2 separate regions of the Hordeum vulgare genome follow, and region 2 is linked to region 1. A link is a contact called in public Hi-C data. All regions are on one chromosome and are shown on one strand. The core of a region is the stretch at or near the end of the contact, and the rest is flanking DNA. Distances in the headings are between cores, read along the strand shown. Region 1 has its middle 17 kb from the start of LOC123444167. Region 2 has its middle 150 kb from the start of LOC123444167.

The links. Hi-C and Micro-C count contacts between places; a contact is called where the count stands out from the background.
Region 2: a contact with region 1 is called in a Hi-C map of leaf, with 6 times the contacts expected there. The contact joins two enhancer-like sites. A contact is called at or near these places in 3 of 6 Hi-C or Micro-C datasets (leaf and seedling) and 1 of 1 datasets of contacts at active chromatin or transcription factors (embryo).

Annotation. Positions count from the first base shown.
Region 1 is chr3H:444,729,608-444,732,408 of MorexV3_pseudomolecules_assembly, forward strand. No RefSeq gene overlaps it. Among protein-coding and RNA genes, the nearest start is that of LOC123444167, 17 kb to the left of the region's middle. Within about 2 kb of position 1,339, at least 2 of the 3 cell types and tissues checked have open chromatin away from gene starts, as enhancers often do. A contact at or near this core is called in leaf and seedling, where this site is marked.
Region 2 is chr3H:444,861,627-444,864,427 of MorexV3_pseudomolecules_assembly, forward strand. It overlaps the pseudogene LOC123444168. Among protein-coding and RNA genes, the nearest start is that of LOC123444167, 150 kb to the left of the region's middle. Within about 2 kb of position 1,390, at least 3 of the 3 cell types and tissues checked have open chromatin away from gene starts, as enhancers often do. A contact at or near this core is called in leaf and seedling, where this site is marked.

The DNA of each region.
Region 1 (2,801 bases), core at 89-2,588:
TCCGCAGGTGCTCCGACCTCGAGTGCTCGAGGTAGGCTTGCTCCTGCTGCGGTGTCGTGCCCAACCAGATGGGCGACGCAATGACGAACTCATGGACGAAGCCGGTCCACTGGTAGACCTCCCGCGGCTCAAATGGGCTCAGTCTCCGACGGAGGTGGCATGACGCAATCGCCAGCGACCGACAGTGTGATGGCCTCCGCGAGCTGCTGGTGGTACGTCGCCTCCTCGTCGGCCATGCGCCGCGCTTCTTCCTTGTTGTCGCGGAGAACATTAGCGAGCGTCGCCTGGTAGGCGGCCTCAGCCTCCTGGTCCTCGTCGTTGACGACAGGTGGGGGCGGCGGAGGGCGTCCTGGCTGCACTTCGCGCACGCCACGGCGGCACTGCTCCCCGTGCTCCACCGCGAACCACACCTCCTAGTTAGGGACTCGGTCGTGTACGTGGAGTCTCACCGCTGTTCCGTCGTCAGCAGACGCCGACGGCGGCTCACCTCCTTCGCATGTACCCGCGCCGACCGCGGCACGGCCGGCACCGGAATCCTCCCCGAATCCAGATGCCAGACGTGCGGCAGCGTGACATCGGGATAGGGGAGTGGCACACGGTGCTCCAAGTGACACCGCGCTTGGTGCACTGGGACGCTCATGCCCTCGCGAGGCCGGTGGGAAGACGACGACGGGGAGATGGCGCGGGGGAAAAGCGGGGCCTTGTCCTTGTTTGGGAAGCTGCCGGCCATGGTGTGCTAGGGTTTCGGTCGCTTGGTTGCCGAGGAGGTGGTTGGATGTGGACGGGCGGTCTTTTGGAAGCAGATGGTGGAACCCACCGCACGATCGGATTTAAAAAGACCGTCCGCGGTCGCCGACGCGTGGGCCAGAAGATGGTGCCGTCATAAATTATCTAGATCGCGGTGGTTGGTAGCGAACACCGAATTTGAGCCTGAAATGGATCGACGCGGACATGAAGGAGACGTGTTTTAGTAATGAATCAACGCTTTGGGTCATCATTTTTATGTACGCCGATCCAAACAAACGACGCCGAAATTGCTGTTAGCTAACTATCGCGGGCTCCCATCGTAGCAGCGGGATTCCTGTGGCGCAGTGACAATAATGGTAGTAAAATATACTGTATTTACAACCAGTCGATGGTCGAAACTGACGCGGCTTTTGTTGCAATCCAAGTTTCAGGAAGAACCGGGAATGTGAAAACGGCCAGACAGGTTTACCTCACCCCCTGTCCCCACCGCCCCTTCCGGGAAGTTTCCCGGCAAGGACACGCGCGCGTGAGGCCAATGCGAAAGCAGCGCCGACGTGCTGGTTCATCTTCATCGCCACAGCGGCATGCACCGCACATGCAAGTGCTGTGCCGTGTGCCTTGGAGGACACACCGTCGCAGCCAGCGTCGTCTCACACACGCAGGAGGAGGCCTGAAGGCAGAAGCTCAAACCCAGCCACCCAGGTACAGAAATCCAGAGCGGCAAACTTGACCTTTATGAGCACGGAGCAGTGAGCCAAGGAAGGAGAAATGCAGCGGGGCTACGCCAACGCGCGGGAACGCCACGCACGGGGCTCCCTGCCCCTCCCGCGAGTTAAGTCTTTCTGGCAAGTAGCAACCCGCAGGGCTCTGCCGACGGTGTGCACGCGTAGTGGTCACATGCGGTGCAGTGTTGCACTAGTAGTACGTACTGATACTACTAGTAGTACGTTGCCGTGTTGCTCTCTCCTCGACCGTGGACTCGTGGTCGATCGATCTGGCATGGGAGACGCGCAAGTGCTTCTTCTTTACAATAGCCGGTTTAGTTGATACGTACATGCGCCCTTGTTTGCAATCTCTGCAAGCTGCAATGCATGTGGAGGAGGAGGAGGGCTGTTATGGCAAGTCAACCTTCTGCGAATGTTCATTGATACTCACAGAGACACCGGAGGGATGACCGCGGCTCGGATCTCGGCGTCTGTGAGGTCGTTTTCTTCTTTCCTTCGTGGTCTTCCCCGGCAGCATGGGTGTTTCGCACGAAAGCCATTGTCGGTTTTGATGAAATGCATATTAGCCTGGTAGTAATCGCGATGCTAATGCCGCCATGCTTTTGTTTCATGCGAACGAGGTGAGACCAACGCACAGCCTATGGTCTGCTAGGAACACAAAATTAACAAATCAAGTACGTACTACTACCTTGCATATATTTCGTAGACCTACACACCGCATGCCGCATGGAGATGGAGTGTTCGTCGCTTGTTAATTATTCAGACTGCAAATGACCTCAGTGTCAAGTATCTAGGAGTACTAGTGTGCTCGTCGTCTATCAGGCTAGAACCTGCCTAGCTAGATTCTGTGTGATGACAGCTTCACATACGATGCTTCACTCAGGACAAATAAGTCTGCCGGTCAAAGTCAATAAGTCTACCATATTATCTCTTGAATATCCGCCAAAGATTCTGCGCTCTACAAATATTAGGGTCTGCTCTGTTTGAAGCTAGGTCGCACAGACTTGTCTGCCTACCAAAGCGTGGAAAAGAGTTGGGAAAAAAAAATTTAAGTTGCTTCTCTCATAGGAGGTGTACCTCATTGCAGACAAATATTTTTTGAGTGAATAATTATAAACGATTTCTCCTGTAAGAGCGTTTCAGTTTGAAGGGATTCGGGAGCGGGCTGAGAAAAAGCTGCATCCAGGGAGGCAACTAGTCGGATCAACACTATGCCCCGTGGATTTCTACAGGAACTGGAATTGGAAAACAACATGTACTTTAATTATTTCCGCATATTTTTTTCTTCGTGAGGTGCGTCAATTCGTACCATTACTCCTTAAGTACTTC
Region 2 (2,801 bases), core at 140-2,639, 130 kb after region 1:
TTTGAAAGTGGTTACGCAGGTCGTTCATGGAGAACAGTCCACTGGTTCGAATCCTAGACTTACAATTTTTTGTTTATTATAGTTGTGTACTAACAGGTGGGACCCGATGGTCGATGAGACATACTCTTTGTGTCAGTCTATCCGGCACTGCAAGTGGGTCCTGCGCCAAGCTGGCATGTCTAGTCAGCAATACATATGTATCTAGACATGATTTGAACTGTATTTGAACCATATTGCCAAGTTTTAAAACCAATTCGGTGTATTTTTCAAGTTCAGGCAGCAAAATGAACATCCATGACAAGTTTGGGCACCGTTGGTGTTATTACCTCGTAGGATAATTGCTACTTGTTCCTGAGTTGTTTGAATCTTTATCTCTTGCATTGTGCTAATTGTCTTCACGTGCCATCCACAATCTAACAAAGTGCAATAAGTTCACCGTTTCAAACTTCAAAATTACACACCCCGTCTATTTCAAGACTGTTATTTTCTGAAATGGGCGCATACTTGAGGTCATGGGTGCCCATATTTAAGCCGTCCTCACTAATTAATCAACAATGCTTCTTAGGGCGCTCCCAATTCACTGGCTTTTAACTGGAAGTTTTTTAGAGATAATCACCGCAATGCATCGCATATTACATTCAATCGGTTTAGGATCATGTTTGAATCTTAACCTTGTGGCCTAATGGGTTCTTGTAAATTTAAAGTGCGATTATCACCGAGGCCCTAGTAGCTCTGTTGTGTTGTAATATTTGCAAATTTCAAACATATTTAGTTAACTCTAATGTTGTGAGACTTGATTAAGCTATATTCATATTCCTCTTTTCGTCAATATCGTATTACTGTATGATGTCGATTTCTTTTGTAGGTGGCCCACTCTATTATTTGTTTCTGGCTCAGCCACTGCCTCGGAATAGTTTAGGACCTGAGAAGTCCTTTACTCCATTAGGCAAAACAATGGAGGACTGTGCAGCCACCCTGCCGACCCCTCCTCCCCATCCCCAACCCCGCCTCCCTTGTCTCTGCGACAGTGGCGCCCAGCAGCGCAGCGCAAACAGTGGTCGCGCCTGCATGCCGCCAAGACCCGGTGGCTGGCCGCCACCGCCAATGGCCTCTCCCATGCTGCTGGAAACGAGGCATCGGCACGGCAGCACCACCACCCAGAACAAGGGCTGAGAGATGCCATGCGTACCTTCCACAATCCCGCAAAAAGAAAAAGGGAACATGTTGGTGGGCACATACTAAGAACTCGGACACTCGCAGAGATTTGACCTGTCCGAAAACAAATTAGCCACGAGCAGATTCTGAAATTAGCAGTTGCAGAGTCTGTGATGTCAACCAGAGACAGAGACGCAAGACGTTTCAGAATTTTCCCGTTGCACAAATTGGTGGGCCTGGGCAACTGTATGCAGCCCAGGGACAGTGTTTACTTGCTTCAGCCTTCAGCTACCATCCATGCACTTATTCTAACAAAAAAAAAAAGCTACCATCCATGCACCAAAAGGCAGGCAGCAAACCTGTCATCCTGACTAACAGACACTGTCACACACACACACACAGAGCTTATGAACAACGGATTTTCCCTCACAAAAAAATAATATAAACAACAGATTTCATCTATATGTCCTAAACCAACAGATTTCAATGTAACCAGGAATAAGCTGAAAACGAATACTGTACGGCAACCTAGACCAACGTCCCAAGAAATGATGGCCGGAAGCAACAAGCTTAAGGATTATACTCATGGGCTGGGCTAATCAAATGTCCTCAGTCCCATGTGCAAATAAGATGGTTTTCTTGTGGTTTTAACCTTTCTTTGCTTGACTAACTTAGAAAATCTTTTTTCGGTTGTTGAGGAAAACCTAGAAAATCTTTAATACTACCAGGAGACTATTCAAGCATAACAGTAATACATTTGAGAAAGATTAGACGAGCCCTCTTTCTTAGGGCAGATCACACATGCTAATTAGCCTAAATGACTTCCGTTAAGGAAAAATAACCCCTGAATAGTTCTCACTTAAATTCTATGCATCAAAAGGGAGATGGGTCATTCCCGAATAGTTCTCACTAAAATTCTATGCATCAAAGTTTTCAGCGCAATTTGATTTGCATCTCTTCCCCAACAAGCTCGAATATTTCATCGATTCTGAAAATAAAATCAAGAGGTCAGCACCATCACAGTTTCACCAAAACTATATGATACAGCTTATTTTCGAAATTCAAGGTGCAAATTCGGGTATCCTTATAGGTTGTAAAATCCAAAAGCTAAAGCAGATGACATAATTACCTACTCGTCTTGATGTTCACATTAGCAAGCCAAGAGGTTAAATAAACCTGTAAAATAATAATCGAAAAGACACAACCCTTGTTAGAAAGCATGCTGACAGGAGCACAACACATTTGATCTAATTCAAAGATGGCGCTCTCATCCTTCAATTACATGAACCAGCTTAATGCCATCTCCACCAAACAAACAATTAAAGATATAAACACCAGGACAGAGATAGTTGTTTCTAAGTAATAAATGCAACACTATTGCAAAAATTGGATCAATACCCGTAAAACCTCATGGGATGGAGCATGGCCAGGTTGCCATGCCTGCAAGACTCAACCCTCCAATTCTCAGGCAGTGGGAAGCTGTCTCCAGAGCCCAGGCCAATACTCTGAAATTCGTACAATTCCCCGTCATATAGCTCATCCGACCATTCTAAAGAAGGATCTGCACCTCCTTTTGAGTTAATTGACAGGAGGTCCAAGACAATCAGTCTCTACATTAAAAATGATTTCCACTGTCAGGAATTTTC